Linked DNA regions of Mus musculus: all the other regions are linked to region 5. Evidence: chromatin contacts called from public Hi-C, HiCAR-type, HiChIP or PLAC-seq and promoter capture Hi-C data. All regions are on one chromosome and are shown on one strand. Each heading gives the region's core, a stretch centred on a gene start, on an enhancer-like site or on the middle of the called end of the contact. The rest is flanking DNA. Distances are from core to core; before and after follow the strand shown. Region 1 overlaps Rnf141 (ring finger protein 141). Region 2 holds the start of Ctr9 (CTR9 homolog, Paf1/RNA polymerase II complex component). Region 3 has its middle 7.3 kb from the start of Gm39068. Region 4 overlaps Ampd3 (adenosine monophosphate deaminase 3). Region 5 has its middle 42 kb from the start of Wee1. Region 6 holds the start of Rnf141 (ring finger protein 141). Region 7 holds the start of Ampd3 (adenosine monophosphate deaminase 3).

Region 1 (2,700 bases), core at 50-2,549, 660 kb before region 5:
CCTTCCTCCAGCAGTCTCTGTCTCATTCTTCTCGGGCTACAGTGCTGTTTTTATATAGTCATCTGCTCCCAACTCTGAAACTTTCCTGTCAGAACACTCTGTCACTCTTTGGGGAGTCTGTTGTATTTTCTGTCCCTGACACCCTCAGGTGAAAATTTGAAGCCCCAAAGCAGAAATGCTAAGTCAGTGGATCTGAAAAGGCATTAAAATGTTAGATATGTATATAGGTGTTGATATGTTTATTTATATGTGACTGATGTATTGTGTATATGTGTGGATACACAAATGTATGTGTGAGCACACATATCAGAGCCATATGCATGTAGGTTTTCACCCATTTCACTATTTCAATTCAATGGGCATGCTTTTCTCCACAACAGAAGCAAACATGAATCTGTTACCTGACCTTAATGGTATGTCCGTAGTAATGCTCCTTAATCCAGCCCCAGCTGCCTCAGGAGCACTGTGAGACGAGGTTCTACCTGGTTTCCCTCACTGTCAACTGCCCTTGCTCTCCACTCAGTTAACTTCTGAAGTCCTGTATCAGCAGGAGCTCATGCTGCCTCGAGTTTGTCTGTTAGAGCAAGTTCAGAGTTAGTATTTTGACATTAAAAAATCAGATTGTCTTTGCTATATAATCAGTCTTTTCCTCTCGGTTTAACTCATGAGCATCATGCAGCCTTACACACGCACATGCACACAAATGCACACATGCATACACACACACACACACACACACACACACACACACAGGTTTCATGTTTTCTTTTATGCCTCCATGACTTACTTTATGATCTGTCAAAGTCCTGTGATTTTTTTTTCCTCTCACGTTTCCTAAAGTACTTACTTGACTTGGCACATACTGTTCGTGCTGTACATTTGACACTTATTTATTTCAGGTCAACAAGTTCCAAGTGCTATTGCCGACTTTCATGCTGTGCTGTAATTATAGCAGGGAATGGAAATTATATGAGACACAGCTCCTACCCTTAAGGAGAGTGGGACTATACTTTGAAACATTCAGTTTTAAACAACGGGAAAGCTCAAAGAATAAAACATTGAAAATCACTTTTGGAAACATTACATTAAAAAAGCTAACCTATGGAGTGACTAACCATGGAACAGCTGTATGCAATTTTTAAATCATTTAATTGAGGGAGAAGTTGGTTTTGAGAGCAGAAGGAAATGGATATTTTAAGCTGAGCTGCTGGAGTTGGAATTGACTAAACTCCATGAGCAAATGAGCAGGGCTCCTGTGGCGCTGGCTCCAAGCCAGTGTCAGCGAGTCAGCGAAGGCTCTCTCTCCAAGCTCCCTAAGTTGGAGCTGTGCTCCAGCCCTTCTGTGTTTTCTCTGGAGTCTGATACTTAGGCCACTCCTGCCATTTCTCTCCAATACTGCAGGGCCACTGTAAGGCCCTGAGGAAGAGGCATCCATGTGTCCCTTATGGCAAGTACATTATATACTGGTTGATTTCCTGTAAATTCAGTATGCCTAAAATGGACTGAGTTATTTCGGAAAGACTTGAGTTTGCAGTTTTTGTTCAGATTTAGTTTTCTTTAACCTGTACAGGGTTTATCTTTTATAGTCTTTAGAAACTTAACATCAGTGTTTCTTCCCTAATAGATTTGCTATGCCCAAAAGATGGTCATTTTGGTCTGGCTTTGCTCTGCACATTAGTCATTGTGTGATTTATACTGTGGGTGTTTGCTGGTGCTTTGTAAGGCAGTGAGACAAAGTAGGAAGCAAGTGCACAGAGACTGCCATTGTCCAGCTCCGTTGTCGTCACACTCAGGGTGAAGCAGCTGACTGATGAGGAGGAGTGTTGTATCTGCATGGACGGGCGAGCTGACCTCATCCTGCCCTGTGCTCACAGCTTCTGTCAGAAGTGCATTGATAAATGGTAAGTTATCCGCTGCCCTTGGAGATAGCACAGGTCAGCTGGGACTGTAACTAAACAACTGGAAACACAACCATGAGAGCTTTGCTCTCTAGTCCTCTGAGTAGTCCTCTGCTGTGCTGCCCCCTAGCTCAGTGAAGTGTGGGGATGCAGCAGGGCTTTGACACATGGACTTTAAGAGTCTTGATGCCTGATTTGGATCTAGAATCGGGTTTGTTTGGGGTTTTTTTTTGTTTTTTGTTTTTTATGCCCCTTGCCCCCATAATTCTCTATATGTGTGTGAAGGAACCAAATTCTCAACTGTGGAATCTGGAGGGATATTAGGTCAGCTATTTAAAGTCTTACAAGATAATAGACTATCTAGGAGACTTTATAGTGACATTCAGTAAGCTACATGTATCTAAATATAAATGCTTTAATTTATGTGCACACTCATGAAAGCTGTCACAACATGAAGAGCAAACCCATCAGTCCCAGAATCACCTGAAGCCTGGTTCTTAGGCAGCAATTAATTGCTTTCATTTGCCAACAATACTTTGGATTTGCTAGACTTTAAAGCAGCACCACACAGAGTGTTCTCTCTGTTGTCTAGCATCTTTCAATCAGTGCGATCAGCTGGAGATTTAACCATGTCTTAAGTGCAGATAATTGCCAGATAAAGGCTTCTCTGTTTGTGGACAAGTAGTTTTATGGACATCTATTTTGACTTTTTCTTGGGTGGCTACCTCTGATGACCAGGTCATATAGCAGGTGTTTCTCAAAAAATGCCAGCTCACTTCCAAAAGAAGTCATACTTTTTTAA
Region 2 (2,700 bases), core at 125-2,624, 860 kb before region 5:
AGGAATACTGACCGCCAAGGCAATCCATATGTGCAGTTGTGTGTGCTCCTGCTTCAGAATGCTGATGACTTCGTCTCCCTCCGGTAACTGATCGAAGTCAAGTTCAATGACCTAAAACACAGAATAAACGTTTCGTTTCCTTTTTAAATTCACAATTTCTCTCTTCTGCGTGTTTTGAATACTCATCAATGCCCATACACAAAGGGTATGTACTCACTTTCAATGGAGTGAACTAATTAATACATGTTCCTATTTAGGAAACACATGGCAAACAGGTTGTAGTCTGGTTTGGTCAAAGCATAGAAAAGCAGGCAAATCCTGTTGGTCGTTCTTCACATCGCTAAAACTATAAAATTCTCAACGACTTGCTTACTCAAAACCAAAATGAAACCTTGTACAACCCATAGGCCAACGAAACACTGATGCCATAGGTCTGAGAGCTTGAGAAACTCTATCCCAGAGGACAGGCAAAGTTGAATACCAACGGTCACTTAAATCACGGAGGCAGTATCGTGGGTCACATACATGCCTAAAATGTGGGCACCAACAATTAGAAGAAAAATATTCTGGAATGTACCCAAGACCACCATATTTTAGAAATGAATTCTACCTCGATCGAAAATAAAAGTGTGTAAAATCTAGTCTGACTGAGGCAACGCTGGAGCTTTATTCGGACAAACCACACGCCATGGATGAAAGTGGGTCGTTGCCATCAGCACACAGGAGCGGCTAAATCTCGGGCCCCTTATCTCGCCCAGAGAGCTGTGTTAATAGTGTGCCTTGACAGACTTTTCTTCCATGGCATTAAGAGCCGTCTCTCAGATACCCAGGGAGATTTAAAAAAATAAACAAATCCCAAGTTGGAGCAGCAGGTAGCCCCTGGGGCACTGACTCCCCTCTGTAAGAGGTGAGGTTTACTCGGCGCTCACACCCCTGCGCCTCGGAAGACAGCCGACTGTCAACAAGGAGCAGGCTGCAGGCGAACTTTCCCGAAGTCCTTGCGGCCAGAAAGGTGACCAGCTGAGTGGTGCCTGGGCCGAGAAGCTCGGCTGCGGCTCTCCCCTCCAAAAACCAAGCGGAGCAAAATCGGCGCTGGGATCGTCCAAGTTCATAGCCCTCCCCCGCTGCACACTCGGCACCCACCTCGTCAGTATCCCGGAGGGGAATCTCGATGGAGCCCCGCGACATGGTGAGCTCTGAAAGCAGGCGCTTCTCACCCCGCCGCTCGGCAGATCGCAGTCCCGGCTTCCAGCCTTACAGAGGTTACCACACCTCACACCCAGCGGAGCTGCCGGAGACCAGCTTCTCCTCTGCTGTCCGCCGCTGAAACAACGAGCTTCAGACCGCGACCGGCCACTTCCGGAGGCCCCGCCCCCTGTCCCGGAAGCACTACCAGTAGGGCGTGTCCCACGCGAGCTCCGCCCGCCTGGCGGCTCTGATGCGTCCTTCTTTGGAAAGACTGATAGTCCTGAGGTTGTTGTTGTGTCAGCCGTAGGTGACCGAGCGCCTTCGGGAACGCGGCATCTGCCGCTAAGGTGTCCAAACTGAGCTCCTCACAGACCCGCGCCGGAGCGGGGAGTGGTGGTGGTGAGGCGAAACCACGCCTCTATGGGCGGGGCCTCTGGTGACGAATTCTATGGGCGGTGCCTTGCCTCTTCGGCCACTTAAGCTTCTTGGGGGATAATTCAATCTTTTATCAGCTTTACAGTCGTTTTGTGTTGTCCCAGCCAGTTTGTGCAAGTCACACTGGTGATGTCGTTGTGACTAGTTTAAATAGACATAATCAGTGAATTCTGAAGTTATGGTAATAATGCACGGATTATTATTTTTATTTGTTGCGTTACATATTTGTATATGGATACATGCGAGCGATGGTGTGGCAAATGGAGGGCAGGGGACATCTTGTGGGAATCAGTTTTCTCCTACTCTGAAGGTCGTAGGGCTCGAACTCAGATAGACAGCGTTGGAGCCAGGCAACTTTTTGCAGACCCTGTTTATTTCTTGAGATATTCTGTATCCCAGGTTGACTTGAAACTCCCGACCTCAGCCTTCTGACTGCTGCAGTTATTGGCATATGCTTGGGCACCTGGCTTATATATATTTCTTAATGTACTTATATTTCTTTAGGAGCACAATGAAAAGGAACTGCTAGGTTTGATTTAAATAAAATCAAAAGAATTCTATTAAACCTAAATAATGAAATTATAGAATTCAAAAACATTTTAGCTCATGATTTCATTATAGAAGAGTATTAAATAGTTTCTTGTGCTTGGAATAAACAAGGGAAGGATCTTAATAAATAAGCGAATAGGCCGGGCAGTGGTGGCATGTACCTTTAATCCCAGCACTTGGGAGGCAGAGGCAGGCTGATTTCTGAGTTTGAGGCCAGTCTGGTCTACAGAGAAACCCTGTCTCGAACCCCCCCCCCCAAATGGGGAATAAAAAGGGTTAGTTTAACTGGGTGTGGTGGCACATGTCTTTAATCTCAACTCTTAGGAGGGAGGAGCAGGAGGAGAGCGCTGAATTTAGGCCATTCTACTCTATACATGGAGTTCCAGGCTAATCTGGGGTTACAGAATAGAGAGATCCTGTCTCAAAACAGAGCCCCCCTCCATCCCTGCTAGCCAGTGTTTTTTAAGATATTCACTGCTCTTTCTCCCAATTTCTTCTGCTGAGCCAAAGCTACTATTATCTCTTTGC
Region 3 (2,700 bases), core at 91-2,590, 580 kb before region 5:
CAGTTGTCCTAATCACTACTCAAACTGGGGTGTTGAGTTCTTTAAATATTATTGTAATAACTATTTCTTCATTTGTTTCTAGTTTTGCTTCATGCATTTTAGGTTATATTATTGAATGCACATATGATCAAAGTTTTATATATTTTTGATGCTTAGACTATTTTATGATTATAAAAATGCTTATCTTTGCCTCTAACAATTTTTCCCTGGATACCTCTTTTGTCTGGTATTAGCAGCATTGGCTTTCTTTCGGTTACCGTTTGCATGGTGTATCCTCTTCTATTTGTGGTGGTTTGGATGAGAATGCCCCTTAGGCTCCTAGGTTTGAATGTTTGGGTCCTAGGAGGTGTGGTCTTGTTGAGGAGGTGTGTGACAGGGTAGGCTTTGAGGTTTGGAAAGCCTTTACCAGGCCCAGACTCAGTCTTTCTTTCTTGGTGTCTCTCCCTCGCCCTCTATCTGTCCCCTCCACTCCCCTGCCTCCTGCATGAAAGTCAGATGTAATCTCTCAGCTTCTGCGCCAGCTCCGGACCTGCCTGCCACCATGCTTCCCACCATGATGGTGTAAGTTACCTTGTGTAAAGTTACCTTGGTCATGGTATTTCATCACTGTACTAGAAACTAAGACACTATTCTTTTATTTTCAGTATTTCTTTTTTAAGGAAGGCTTTTTGTTGTTATTTAATTTTATTAAATTTGATTGGTTTTGTGTGTGTGTGTGTGTGTGTGTGTGTGTGTATGTCCACAGCATGCATATGAAGGTCAAAGACCAGTTTGCAGGAGTTGGTTCTCTCCTTCCACCATGTGGGTCCTAGGGATCAAACTCAGGTCGTCAGCCTTAGCAACAGGCTCCTTTACCCACCGTGCCATCTCACCAGCCCATTTTCCATCTATTTCTGTCTTTGAAGCTAACATACATTTTGTTTAACCTATAGTTAATGTATCTACTCCGCAAGACTGTTAAATTTTACTCTGAGTTTGACTTTTTCATGTACTTCACAAATGCATTATAACAAATATACCCCCAAATCTTTAGTCTAACCCAACACAGACTCATCCCTCACTCCTGTTAGCATTCAGTGAGGCTGGCAATTCCACTACTTGGCTCTCTCCAAACAATAACAGTTCCTTACCTGTGGCAACTCAGCCAGCTTAGAGTCTTCCAATTTTGGAAACAGGAAGTGGGAGATGAACAGATGGAAGGGGTTAATGCCAAGCTAAATATGATGCAGGCCACTTCTGCTACAGTCTAACCATCCAGACGCAGTTATATAGCCCAGTCTCAAGAGCAGTGGAGAAGGGAACTTTTAAAAGAACACATGGGGGAGAGAGAGATGACTCAGCAGTTAAGAGCACCTGCTGCCCTTGCATAGGACCTGAGTTCAGTTACTAGCACCTACCACTGTCTGTAACTGCAGTTTTAGAAAATATGATACTTTCTTCTGGCCTCTGCAGTCACGAGACATGCACACACATGTACATTCAGACATACACAAAACACTTAGACATAAAAGAAATCTTTTTAAAAAGAACACACGGATATTTGGTGATCCCTTGGAGTCTCCCCTGCACCCCTATTCCATGTGAATAACATAATTTACATTTGAAAAGGAGGAAGGATAGCTAGCATTCACTCTTTTATGACTCCGGGCCATCCAAGGTACCAAGAGGTACCAAGAGGCACCACGAGGAAGCCATGCAGTCTTCGCAGTTCTTTTTTCTGGGCTCAGATCCTGGACCTGCTGTTTATTATGTTACCTTAGGCACCACATTAATCCCTGTAAGCTCAGGTTCCCTCATTTATGAAGTGGGGATTAAGTGTTATTATCCTACTGCCTAGGTTTATTGTCAAAATGAAGTGATGCAGTCCCTACACGTAATTCCCAGTAAATGCATGTCAGGGATTGCTTCTTACTAGCTAGAGAGGAGGAACCCATGAGATAAGAAGTGATGCCGTGCAGAGAATATTATTGTTGTTAATGAGGTTTCTCTCCACATGGCTCCAAGCAATGGCAGAAAAGTGAATGATCAGACAGAGGAATTACAAATGGGCCCATCTACGTGATGAGCAGGTACCTGATAATGGCATATATTCTTAGAAGTGTGTGCTTCAGGCCTGGATGTGCTCTCCTGGGGACCGAGAGAAATGAGGCTTAATGGAAATATGATTTAAATCTCCATCAAGTCCCTGTTCAGAGGAGCCTGGGACTGCCTGCACTCCACACAAGCTTCGATCTACCCCTGAGAGTCCTAACCGTGTGTGTGGCTCCAAGAGCCCCAGAGAGAGAGTCTGAAGAAAAGGCAAAAGCCAGTCTTTCTGGACTGTTCTGAGGATGTAGATGAGAGGCTCTTGCTCATGCAGCTAAGAGGTAGGGTAACAAGGGGAGCAAGAGTTAAAGTTGCTCACCAGAGCTGTGTGGGTGAATTCTGGGGATGTCTGGATTAGGCTCTTCACCTGAGAGGTGACAGAGAACCGCTGGGCAGAAACACAGGTTCTAGGGCTGGGGATATAGCTGCATGGGTAGAGTGCTTGCCTAGTGTGCAGGAGGTCAAGTCCAAACCCCACCATTTCATAAGGAGTGGTATCCTATGCCTGTAATCCTGGAACTGGGGAGGCTAGGCAGGAAGATCATGAGTTCAAGGTCACCCTCAGCTACACAGAGAGAGTTACTGGCAGGCCCCGACTATACGAAAGACACTGTA
Region 4 (2,700 bases), core at 161-2,660, 630 kb before region 5:
ACACTGACCTCAAGCCGGGGAATGCTGTCCACAGCTGGTTGGTCATCTGTTAAGACATGCCAAGCCAGACATTTGATCTATTGGACTTGTGTGTCCATTATCCCAGCCAGCCTATGGTGTTGGGGACAGTGCTCACTCATCAGGGACCTTCCTGCCATCAGTTCTTGACCCTCCTCCAGGAAAGACAGAAGAACTCAAAGCTGTGAGATGCAGAACATTACACGGAGCGGGGCTGAAGCTCCAGCGCTTCATAGCCGAGAGGCGACAAGGAGCCAGCCTGGCTTGGCCTACCTCACTCAGCATGACTCCACACATTCTTTGCCATTCTAGCTGTGTCTTCCAGCTTCACAGTCATACACACAGCCTGTCATAGCTCCCATGAGTCACAGGACATAGAATGAAACCAGCTGGGCCATCCAGGAATCCCCTACTCCAACTTGCAGAATAAGTCAAAAAAGGCCTTCATTTTAGTGTCTTCGACTGGCTAGAAGAATCTACGCGGATACTTTACTGTCACGTGAGATCAAGGTTCACAGACCAGTCACATTTCAGTGAAGCACTGTTTGATGTCTGAGACCTGAGCTAACTAACACTGGCTCTTTTCACACCCATGGCAGACATGAGTAATCGATACTCATACTCTTTCTCTAAGCTTGAATAGCTTCAGGAAGCCGACCCCACTTGATCAGGCTTGGCCTAAATGATACCTATGATGTCCCTAGTGTTACACTTTACCAAAGTGGACAATGCTCATTTCGATCCAACATCCAACTTCCAAGTAGCAAACACAGTCCTTCCTTCTTAGCGGTGGGCAGAGACTACACGCTCAAGTATAGGGTCCTGCTGGTTGGGACTCCCAATATCAAAACTCATTCCTTACTACCCATGCTGACTTTAGAGCCTGACTCTGGACATGGCAGCCACCATGGAGATAGGGATACCCCTTCCCTGTCACTGTAGATTTTAAATCTCAGTCTTGTCCTTAGAACCCAGATTTTGAGTGAGAAAACAAATCACCCAGCACCCTGCCAACTCCCCTGTCCTGGAGGACCAGGCCTAACTCAGCAGCTCTGGATTCATACTTAGGGACCAATTTAGGTGCCAAAAGCCAGACTGTTGTGGATAGAGCAGGCATCAACCTCAGACTGCCAGGAAACCCCAAGAATCATCTATTCTCTCTCACATCATGGCCAAGGAGCAGCCCAGGGACAGTCATGGGCCATCCAGGGATGACCGCAGGACCATCAGAAGCACAGCTGGCTAGGCCAGCCTGGCCCCAAGCCTCAGGAGCTATAGAGGCCCAAAGCACTCGCTCACACTTGCAGAGGGCGGGGCGGGGCTATGCCAGGCTGGGGGAGGTGTTTCCCCCATCTGCCAGGGTATGTGCTAAGTTCTCACAGAAACTGAGCCACCCAAATAAGGAACAGACAGTGGCTGTTGTGTCTAGGGAAGTGGTCTAACCACAACCTTTCACCTCTGCCCATGCATCCAATAACCCACGTGTCCTACTCTTACTTCCGAAGCCTCTTCTTGGTCCAGAGTCTGAGATTTACGACATTCTTTAAGAAGTCCATAGGCCTCCATGGTGCAGAACCTTCCCACAGCTCCCTCTACTTGGCTGTCACCCACCTTCCAACCCCACGAGCTTGCACACTCTCTCCTCCCTCCCCCCTCCTGACATCTGCACACTCTGCTCCCTCCCCAGAGGCCGCTATCACTGTTCCTTCTCCTGTACCACACGGCCTCTCCTCCTCAGTTCTGGCCCCTCTGAAAGCCACTCCCCACCCCCGTCACAGCACTTGTCTCTGAGGATTCTTATGAACAGAAAGTTGAGTCTTGGTCTCCATCCGAGCCATGCTCAGCATGATCCCAAGTCTTCCTTCCCCTGGAAGAAAGTGGAAAAGCCTCCAGGCCAGGATCCTCTAACGCACACCTGCCCTGTTGCTGCCCCTGAAGGCAGAAGGTACCAGAGCCACGCGGCCACTCCAGGGGCAGAGGAGGGGCAGAGGCTGGAGCATCTCAGTGCTTTGCTTTAATAGAGCTGACTCCAAAGGATGGAAACCTGCCAACTCCTAAGTCCAGACAGGTCCTGACAGCTTTCCCTCTGTGATGTCTCTAACACACCCACTACCCTAAAGCCGCCACTGTTAAGACCAGTTAGCAGGCTATGTTCTGATGCTGGAGAAAGACTTGCACCAACACAGACTTTCCACCGTGGATCTAGAATGGTACCACAGTATCCGAGACAACCCGAGTCAAGGACACAGTCTGCCAGTCTTCCTGCTGCACAGGCATGTTTTATCACACAGGCTACTCCAGCCAGGAGACCTGGTGCTCACCCAACTCTGGACCTAGACAGACCCAGGGCATCATTCCCTGGGCCCAGTATGGGCCAGGTGAGTGGCTTGGACACCAGCCACCACATACCTTTCTCACATTATAAAAGTCTCTGTGGGGGTTACTCTTCAATTCCTTGAACTCTGACATTTCATTTAACATCTCATGAAGGCTAAACTTGGATTCCAGAAAGTTCAGTCGCCGGTGACAATAGGTTTTCCTGCAAGTTGGTGAGAGATAGAGACCCCAGTAAGACATCAAATGACAGTTTAGCAACCTCAAGACAGGGTAGTGACCGGGGCTGGAAGGGTCAGGTTCTGACAGCATGGAGGAAGAAGAGCCGAGATGCTTCCAGCTTTCCTC
Region 5 (2,700 bases), core at 101-2,600:
GGTAATCAGAAAAACTACTGGACTTCCTTCCAAAAACACTGCACGTCTGCCTAAAAGTTGAAACAGCTCACCCAGTTTCATGAATAACCCTGGATCCTAAAATGTTCTACTTGAGTCAACCCCCAGGTTAAGGACCCCTGGTAGGCTTGAATAAACACATCTTATAACACATGCTGCCTTCAAAGCCTGTTTACAGACGGTGATAAATAAGAAAATAAATAAATAGGAATTCATTGAAAAGAACTACTGCCTTCAAAGACTAGTTAAGTCTGTTTACTAGAGGTGGTATACCTGGGCAGGGTTGGGAAAGGTGATTAGTGAGTCCTTTAGTCCAACAAGCAGTATCCTAGATCCGGGGCTCAAGAGCTTCAAGGCCAGAGAGACAATGGGACTTTGAGGGATTTGTTCTGAAACAGGATTCACTGTAACTCAGGATAGCCTCAGATTCTCTATGTAGCAGAGGCTGGTCTTGACGTTTTGTTTCACCAAACGCTGCAACCACCGTCAAGCTTACCTGTCTCTAAATTGTGGTCTTGGATTGATTCTGACTGAATTTCCCAGACGCGGGTTGTCAGGGCATGATCAAGGGAAACCCAGGCCACAGGTGCAGTCCCTGGGTCACCCAGGAAGAGCTTGCGGAATGTCCTGTCTGTGAGTGCCCTCTGCTGGGAACGCTCGGTCCCGCTACGGGACTGCGGCTGCGCACTGGCACCACGGGGCGGCGCAGACTTCTTGGGTGTAGTGCATAACCCAGCGGACTGCCTAGCCTCGGTAACTCCAGTAATGCTCTCTAATATTGTTCATCGTGCCTTCCCTCCGACCCCTCAGACCCTCTGCTTCTCATCATGACTTTGACCACCAAACCGTACTCTAGGCTCCTAAGGCTAGTCGTAGAAACATCGGAGCACCCGTTGCATATATGAAACATGTTTCTCACGACTGAACCGAGTGTTTCGATTATAATTCCAAGGCAGAAAAGGATGCAGGCACGTCGCGGCAAAGAGAAAATGGACACCTGGGTGGTGAGGAAAAAACGGGAGCGCCCAGAGTCTAGCTCCGCACAGCGACCTCACAGTGTTAAGTGCCCGGTACCCTGGATTTAGCAGGGCCAGCCCACTCTGCAGCAAAATTAAGCAAAGCCAATTCCTCCCTGTGTTGGAGAGTTGGCACCAGTGACGCTCTAGACTTGAGCAAAAGGACGCCTGCTAAAGCGTTGATCAGGGTTGGGGCCCTTGCCTAGCAAGCATGGGGCTCTGGGTTCCTAAGAAAACTGAGCCCAGGATGTGAGCCACGTGGTGGCTTTTGTCCGGTCTTCCCGGGACCACGGGCGCCAGCAGGGGGCGAGACGTTCCTTTTAACCCCGCTCAATTGAAGTTAAAAATAGAAGCTGAGTTCAACTGAAAAGCATGAGACAGCAAACGTAGAGAAACTTGATCAGGCCGATATGAAGTAACATTTCCAAATACGGCAGTAAGGGCATGAGACAGAGCAAACGTGGAGAAACTTGATCAGGTCGATATGAAGTAACATTTCCAAATACCTCAGTAAGGTAAGCAGCTTCGGCAGGAGCGCTGCTCTAGGAAGTGAATGAAAACTTCGAGGTGTAAAAAATGTTAAGTTCCAAGTCAGACATCAAATGAACTTTCAGGGATTAAAATGGTAAATGTTTTAAAGACAAAGACACGCAATATCAATTAGAGTAAACGTTTTATCTGTGGATAAATATTGGAATTCTCCAGCTTTAAATAACAAAATATTACAAGGGAATTCAAAACCATGAACACTAAACAGAGTTTTAAAAAGTAATAATAATAGCCTGAGAAAAACTGTCTCCAACAAAATTCAAGCTGAGAGTATCTCAAATGAATAAAACTTTATACAGAAAAACAAACCAGAACTGGGTGGTAGTAGCACGTGCCCTTACAGTCAGCACTTGGGAGTCAGTCACCTTTCTGAGTTCGAGGCCACCCTGTTCTACAGAGTAAGTTCCAGGACAGCCAGGACTACACAGAGAAACCCTGTGTAAAACAAAACAAACAAACAAAAAAAAACTCACAACCAAACAACCCCCCCCCCGCCAGCCTCCTACATAAAACAGATATATTGGTGATAGCCTGTAATCTAGCACCTCAAAATCAGAGAATGTGAGTTTGAGGCTAGCCTGAACTGCACAACAAGACTCTGTCTCAAAAGAAAACAAACAACAAACAAAAACAAAAAAGAAAAAAAAAAACGCTAACAAATCTAATAAGATGGGTGGGTAGCACCGCCCATCTGAGAGGTAGGGCAGGTAATTAGGAGTTCAAAACTGCCACTTTTTCTCCCCTCCTGTATTTTTATTTATGTGTATATGTGTACACCATGTGCATGCAGTGCCCACCAAAGGCAGGAGAGGGCGTTAGAGTCCTCTGAGACCAGAGTTACAGATGGTTGTGCGTTACCAAGTGAGCCCTGGGAATTGAACCTGGGTCATAGGGAAAACTGAGCCGCCAGTGCTCTTAGCAACTGAATCAGCTCTCTAGCCCCTAACGATATGATAATTTTAAAAACAGACTCTTGAGCTATATAGGCCAGAATAGGGCACTGGATTCCCTGGAACTGGAGTTGCAAACAGTTGTTAACTGAGTGTTCTTAACTACTTAGCTTAATTGAAAAGTGGCAGCAGGAAGATCAGGGGTTTAAGATCAGGCACAGCTACAA
Region 6 (2,700 bases), core at 168-2,667, 680 kb before region 5:
CCTTTGAAGGTTTGGAGGACTTGTGTTTGAGTCTGAGCCAAGGCTTAAACATGCTAGGCAAGTGTTTTACCGTTGAGTCAGCCACCTCTAGTTCCCATTCTAACACTGTAGTGTTTCCTACCTGACACCACCCGCTAAGCAACCACTGATCTGATTTTGCCACTAAAGATTCCTGGGGGCGGGGGCTATTCTAGAAAATTTTTTTGGAAGGTCTATCTTCTTTCAGCCTAAGTATTTCAGGCTCATCCACATTGTTAAGTGTGTCAATCATGTATTCTTTATTATTGCTGAGTAATATTCCATTGTGTGACTTTATTTCAGTTGTTTTCCATTCACCTGTTGATATGTTGTCATAGGGTTTCTACTGCTGTGAAGAGACACCATGATCAGAGAAACTCGTATAAAGGAAAACAATTCATTGGGGCTGACTTAGAATTCCGTGGTTTAGTCCATAATAGTCATGGTGGGAAGCATGGCAGCACACAGGCAGACATGCTGGAGAGGTAGCTGAGAGTTCTACATCTGGATCAGCAGGCAGCAGGAAGAGAGAGTGACACTGGGTCTGACCTACGCATCTGAAAACTCAAAGCCCACCCCTAGTGACATATTTTCTCCAACAAAGCCTTATCTATTGCAGCAAGGCCACACTTCCTAATAGTGCCATTCCCTGTGGGCCTATGGGGACCATTTTCATTCAAACCACCACATCAGGTATCTGATGTTGGTGTACTAGTCTTCATGTGGATCTATTCTAGAAGCAGGATGACTGGACTATGTGGTTGGAATGTTTGTGCTTAGGTTTTAAAGAAATGGCCACAATCTCGTTCCACAATGATTGTATCATTTTACATCCCCAACAGACAATCTGAACAGATTTGTTCAGCATCTTTGTCAATATTTAATACAGTTCTTTTCATTTTAGCCACTGTGGTATTGTATTGATAATTCACTTCCCTTCTAATTTGCATAATGGTCTCAGACATCATTTCATGTGCTTATTTGCTATCCATAAATCTAAAAGGCTAGTCTAGTCTTTGGCCATTTAAAAAAATTGTGGGTTTTTTTGTTGTTGTTGTTGTTTTTTTTTTTTTTGGGGGGGGGAGGGGTAAGAATTGTGTATTCTAATTAGAAGTCCTTTGTTAAATATATTTTGCTTTTCCAAAGCCTGTGACTTGCCTCTTCATTTTTTTGTCCTTTTTTACAAAAGTATTTAATTTTATTGATTTCTATGTATGTGACTATTTTGCCTACAGGTGTGTGTCAGCAGCCTTGAGCTACAAAAACCTCCAAAGCCAACAGGGGGGGGTGGAGCTCCGTCTCCAGGCAACGCGCGAGGGCGTGGCCTTACGTCACTGAGGTGCGACTGGTTTGCGGGCCGCGCCGCTGCCGCCTAGCGGGTTTAGCTAAGCAGCAGCCGAGGCGGTGTCCCTGGTGCGAGGAGAGCGATGCCTTGAACTGGGTGAGCCTTGCAGCGCCGCCCCTTCGCTGTGTCCCTTCCCAGCCACTCCACGGTCCTGGAGTAGGGAGTGGAGGCCCGGGCAGCACCAGGGTGTGAAACCGGGCTTCAGAGGAGCTAGGGCCCCTTGTCAGGGCCTCGGCTGCGGGCTTTGGGCACCGATTCCTGGGCGGGTGGAGACTCTGGGTCCGCCTTCTCGGTGGCGGTGGAGACTCTGGGTCCGCCTTCGCGGTGGTGCTGAGGAGAGCTTTCAGAGATCAGCTCGAGCGGTTTTGAATCTTGGCGCTGGCGCACTGAGCAGTTTAGCTGTTGGTTAGCAGAGCAGGTGCGCCAAGGAGGGGCTGAGGGGCGGGTGCTGGGGCCAGGGCGGCAGGGTGGCCACAGGGCAAGGCTTCTGAGGGAGAGCCTGGGCCCGTGGTGTCGGCCAGCCCTCCTACTAAACCCGCCCCGGCAGTGCACCCGGGCCCTTGCTTGTCAAGCTAATTGCTACCTTTTGAGGACCGACATTAAAAAAAAAGTTTCCTTGCTAATCATAATTGTAGGGTAAGTTGCCTTCTGTGTGCAGTTTCATTACAAAACTGTGGGGTTACTGTTGTTGCAATTTGTCTCCAGCCTACCTTCATATTCTTCATATTCCGACCCAGCCCCATTTCCTGATGCCCAGCATTTCTTGTCCTTCTTCTGGAGTACATGTAGCTCCAGTAACACTCCCAGTTGCTTTTAATCCGTGCTTCTCAAACTAAGACCATCTTTTCCACACCCCCTTACCGTGCTTGCTATAGAATGAAATTCACCCTTTAGACTTTTACTTGGGCTTGAACTGTCACCCGACCAATGGTCCTGATAGTTGTCCTTGAAAAGTAATGCCTTCTGAATTCAGAGCCCTCAGGACTTGCGTGGATTTTGTTTTACCCCTTTTGTGCTGGCTGGTTTCGGTTTCTGTCTTAACATGATTGTGTTTTTCAAGACTATGTTATCTTTGTCATTTGGCGTAAGGGAACCATATATATAAGGGACATATAGGATAGATATTCTCTGAATATATCTAAATTCTTTTAACTAGAGGAAGTTGATTTCTCTTTCTAAAAAGGTAGAGAAGGTGCAAAGAGAATATTTTTCTTTCTAAGTCAGAGTGTACTTACTACTTGGTGTGTGCTTTGTCAGGCTGTCTATAATACTTGCCAATTTTCCAAGAATCCATGAAAGGATGAATGGATAATCTATAAGGAAAATTAACAACTGGT
Region 7 (2,700 bases), core at 168-2,667, 600 kb before region 5:
CAACTTGGCATTGACTCTTTGTACCTAGGGTACAAAGCATGTCTTCTTAAAGAGGTCCCTGCTCAGCCCACAACTGCTCAGGACCATACTGGGCATACTGCTGTCAGCTTTACTCCAGTAACTTTGCTTATTTCTCACCAGCCACATGCAGTTTGGGGACACTCCCGTTAGAAAACATCTACTAAGGGGCCTCTCAAACTTGCATCACAGGCCTCTGCCAGCCTAGACCAGCCATTAGCAGATCTGCTCTTAAAGCAGCTGCAGGAAGTTCAAGGGCGGAACCAACCTACTACAGCACAAGGGTGTACTCCCAGTGACTTGCCCAGTGACAGGAGGTAAGAAAGGGGTCCTCAAACGGACTCATCATCTGGTCCATACCTCTGCCTCCACCTAGAAGTTCACCCCAGCCCAACACACCCAGTGAGGCTCAGGCACCTAGAAACTTGTCCAGGAGCTCAAAAGCTAGCATGCCCGGTTCCTTTAATTTCCCTAAATCTTGAGATTTTTCTCTAAGCCAGGAACCAGAGGTGCTGCAGGCTCACCAGAGGCCAGGACCCAGGCCACCGCTGGGTAGGGACGGGGAACAGGCTCTGGAGGTGGGAGCTGCGGAGGTTCTGGTCTCTGAGCACAGAGGGGACTGGGCACAGAGCGCCGGCCCAAGGTCAGCGGCGCAGCATCGCGCGCACTCACCGGATTCGGAGGGCAGGGCCATGGGGGCCGGCTGCCGGGCTGGAGCGCAGGTGCCGCGCCGGGCAGGGCGCACAGGGCAGCGGCAGCAGCGCACTGACGCCTGCGCGGCCCGGTACGTGGAGCTGGACCCGACCAGGCCGCGCTTGCAGCCCGTGCCCGCCCCGCAGGAGCCCGCGACTGGTGGGGACCAGGCTGAGCGCTGTGCGGCAGGGCCCGGTGGCGGGGCAGAGAGCCTGTGCAGCGGGATCGCGCACTACCTGGAGGACCCGAAGCTACCCGAGGCGCTGGGCCGCGCTGCCAGCAGGAAACCTAAGCACCCGGGCGCGGCAGCCTCCCTGTCCTCGGCCGGAAGCGAGTCCGGCTCCACCCGGGCTCCGTGGGGCCGCGACACTGTCCCGGGTCAGATGCCAGCAGGGATACCCGCTCTGAGCCTCCCTACCACCAATCTAGCTGCTGCGCCTCGAGGTGTTTGCCCACCTCCTCCTCCCCTCCCAACCAGGACTTTCCCCAAAAAACGAGATTCTAGAGGCATGGTTCCCTCCACGACACTTACTCTTGGTAGCTAAACCGACCAGCAAGCGTTGGTTTTCTCCAGGTGTTGGACCGGTCCCTTGAATCACCTTCCCGCCCCTCCCAACACACACGGGCGCGCGCGTGTACACACACACACACACACACACACACACACACACACACACACACACACACACACACACACACACTTCCTTGCTTCCCAGCCTTCTGCGGTCTAGTTTCTATGCCAGCCCCTCAAAGTCCGGAATGACCTCTGAGTTGCCAAGGCCAGCGGGAGCTTTCTGTGCACCCTTGCTCACCTCTTCCCAGCACTGCAGCCTGCTGACCACGCCTTCCTTCCTGGAACACAGCTCCCAAAGTTAGCACTGGGTGTCTGCCGCCGCTGGCTTCCACAGACTTCCACAGAGTGACCGGTTTCTTAGCCTCCATGGCCTGGTTTTCCATTATGCTGCTCCTGCTCCGAGGAGTCTCGGGATGCCAGCTCCCTGGATCATTTCTGGAGCTAACTCAGAGAATCCAGGCCCATCCAGGTGGTTTTAATGGCCTCCTGCCTGCTGATAAGCTAGTAAACTCTTAGGCCCAGAATACTCTAGAGCGGCAGGTGCATCTCAACCAGAGATTCCTAGGCCCAACTCCTAATTGCCTGCTGGTGGTTTTAGTCTTGACCAGTGACCTCACCCAAGCACCCCCACTTTAAGCCACACTGGGGAGCCACCTTTTGACTTGTGCCTCTTTCACAGAGTTACTGCTACTGTGAGTTTTCATTCACTTCACAGCTGTCTCATTTAAGCACCAAATTTTATTCTTTCTACTTCATAGCCTGATGCTTGCAATCTACATATTTATCAATGATACTCACATGACTGCTAATATACATTACATAGCACACTTAAAATGTTAAAGATGTGATAAAAATGAAGCAATAATTTAAAAATACGACAGGATCTCACTATGCAGCCCTGGCTCACCTGGATTTTGCTATATGGACCCTCCTTCTGCCTCCAGACTGCTGGGATTAAAGGCACATACCATCAACCCAGAAAATTATTTTCCTTTTAATGAATAGTATGCTGCATCTTTTTCTTCTTGCTTTAAAGTTGCCCATGATCGGCTTGGTGAAAGAACCGTGATTAAACTAGTTTGCTAGGCCAGGCTTGGTGGTCCATGCCTTTGATCCCAGCACTCAAGCAGCATACAGCTATCTTTGAGTTTGAGACCGGCCTGGTCTACAAAGCAAGTCCAGGACAGCCAGGGCTCTGTTATACAAAGAAACCCTGTCTAACAGAAAAACAAACAAACAGAAACAGAAACAAAAAGCTAGCTAGTTTGCTGAACCTTAATTTTTTTTAGATTTATTTATGTGCATGAACCTTTTGTTCCCATATATGTCTGTGCATACCTGTGTATTTGGTGCATGAGGAAGTCAAAAGAGGGCATTGTCTCCCCTAGAACTGGAGTTATGAGTGTTATACGTCA

Evidence for each region. Promoter capture Hi-C pulls out the DNA fragments that hold promoters and counts their contacts. Hi-C and Micro-C count contacts between places; a contact is called where the count stands out from the background. HiCAR-type assays count read pairs that join an accessible place to other places. HiChIP or PLAC-seq counts read pairs in DNA pulled down with a chosen protein or histone mark.
Region 1: a contact with region 5 is called in a HiCAR-type map of astrocytes, with 2.5 times the contacts expected there. The contact joins two enhancer-like sites. A contact is called at or near these places in 2 of 115 datasets of contacts at active chromatin or transcription factors (astrocytes and epiblast stem cells).
Region 2: a contact with region 5 is called in a Hi-C map of embryonic stem cells, with 3 times the contacts expected there. The contact joins the promoter of Ctr9 here to the enhancer-like site in region 5. A contact is called at or near these places in 2 of 39 promoter capture datasets (the C10 cell line and cranial neural crest), 1 of 15 datasets of contacts at CTCF or cohesin (embryonic stem cells), 4 of 484 Hi-C or Micro-C datasets (cerebral cortex, embryonic stem cells and pro-B cells), 13 of 115 datasets of contacts at active chromatin or transcription factors (T-cell acute lymphoblastic leukemia, astrocytes, bone marrow-derived macrophages and 7 more) and 2 of 9 other capture datasets (adipose tissue and embryonic tail).
Region 3: a contact with region 5 is called in a HiCAR-type map of embryonic stem cells, with 4 times the contacts expected there. The contact joins two enhancer-like sites. A contact is called at or near these places in 3 of 484 Hi-C or Micro-C datasets (all in embryonic stem cells) and 3 of 115 datasets of contacts at active chromatin or transcription factors (all in embryonic stem cells).
Region 4: a contact with region 5 is called in an H3K4me3 HiChIP or PLAC-seq map of bone marrow-derived macrophages, with 4 times the contacts expected there. The contact joins two enhancer-like sites. A contact is called at or near these places in 1 of 39 promoter capture datasets (hippocampal neurons), 1 of 15 datasets of contacts at CTCF or cohesin (stem cell-derived epiblast-like cells), 9 of 484 Hi-C or Micro-C datasets (B cells, cerebellum, cortical neurons and 2 more), 8 of 115 datasets of contacts at active chromatin or transcription factors (T-cell acute lymphoblastic leukemia, bone marrow-derived macrophages, craniofacial prominence and 5 more) and 2 of 9 other capture datasets (embryonic stem cells and embryonic tail).
Region 6: a promoter capture Hi-C map of pre-B cells shows a contact between it and region 5, with 4 times the contacts expected there. The contact joins the promoter of Rnf141 here to the enhancer-like site in region 5. A contact is called at or near these places in 2 of 39 promoter capture datasets (hippocampal neurons and pre-B cells), 3 of 115 datasets of contacts at active chromatin or transcription factors (astrocytes, memory CD8 T cells and pancreatic cancer cells) and 1 of 9 other capture datasets (embryonic tail).
Region 7: a contact with region 5 is called in an H3K4me3 HiChIP or PLAC-seq map of bone marrow-derived macrophages, with 2.6 times the contacts expected there. The contact joins the promoter of Ampd3 here to the enhancer-like site in region 5. A contact is called at or near these places in 1 of 39 promoter capture datasets (hippocampal neurons), 5 of 115 datasets of contacts at active chromatin or transcription factors (bone marrow-derived macrophages, differentiating embryonic stem cells, embryonic stem cells and 1 more) and 4 of 9 other capture datasets (adipose tissue, embryonic stem cells, liver and 1 more).

What each region holds. Positions count from the first base shown.
Region 1 is chr7:110,820,455-110,823,154 of GRCm38.p6, reverse strand. Rnf141 (ring finger protein 141) reads left to right here. Exons shown (of 6, transcript NM_025999.3): 5 at 1,794-1,901. Among named protein-coding and RNA genes, the nearest start is that of Rnf141, 23 kb to the left of the region's middle. Within about 2 kb of position 1,299, at least 81 of the 459 cell types and tissues checked have an H3K27ac peak or open chromatin away from gene starts, as enhancers often do. A contact at or near this core is called in astrocytes, where this site is marked.
Region 2 is chr7:111,027,625-111,030,324 of GRCm38.p6, reverse strand. Ctr9 (CTR9 homolog, Paf1/RNA polymerase II complex component) reads right to left here and starts at 1,374. Exons shown (of 25, transcript NM_009431.2): 1 at 1,144-1,374; 2 at 13-111. The coding sequence starts at 1,188.
Region 3 is chr7:110,745,626-110,748,325 of GRCm38.p6, reverse strand. No RefSeq gene overlaps it. Among named protein-coding and RNA genes, the nearest start is that of Gm39068, 7.3 kb to the right of the region's middle. Within about 2 kb of position 1,340, at least 7 of the 459 cell types and tissues checked have an H3K27ac peak or open chromatin away from gene starts, as enhancers often do. A contact at or near this core is called in embryonic stem cells, where this site is marked.
Region 4 is chr7:110,795,536-110,798,235 of GRCm38.p6, reverse strand. It overlaps Ampd3 (adenosine monophosphate deaminase 3), which reads right to left. Exons shown (of 15, transcript NM_001276301.1): 6 at 2,428-2,557. Among named protein-coding and RNA genes, the nearest start is that of Gm39069, 16 kb to the right of the region's middle. Within about 2 kb of position 1,410, at least 134 of the 459 cell types and tissues checked have an H3K27ac peak or open chromatin away from gene starts, as enhancers often do. A contact at or near this core is called in B cells, T-cell acute lymphoblastic leukemia, bone marrow-derived macrophages and 1 more, where this site is marked.
Region 5 is chr7:110,162,946-110,165,645 of GRCm38.p6, reverse strand. No RefSeq gene overlaps it. Among named protein-coding and RNA genes, the nearest start is that of Wee1, 42 kb to the right of the region's middle. RefSeq lists an enhancer at 1-2,700. Within about 2 kb of position 1,350, at least 301 of the 459 cell types and tissues checked have an H3K27ac peak or open chromatin away from gene starts, as enhancers often do. A contact at or near this core is called in B cells, T-cell acute lymphoblastic leukemia, adipose tissue and 15 more, where this site is marked.
Region 6 is chr7:110,843,098-110,845,797 of GRCm38.p6, reverse strand. It overlaps Rnf141 (ring finger protein 141), which reads left to right and starts at 1,417. Exons shown (of 6, transcript NM_025999.3): 1 at 1,417-1,459.
Region 7 is chr7:110,766,923-110,769,622 of GRCm38.p6, reverse strand. Ampd3 (adenosine monophosphate deaminase 3) reads right to left here and starts at 1,417. Exons shown (of 15, transcript NM_001276301.1): 1 at 1,244-1,417. It also overlaps B430319F04Rik.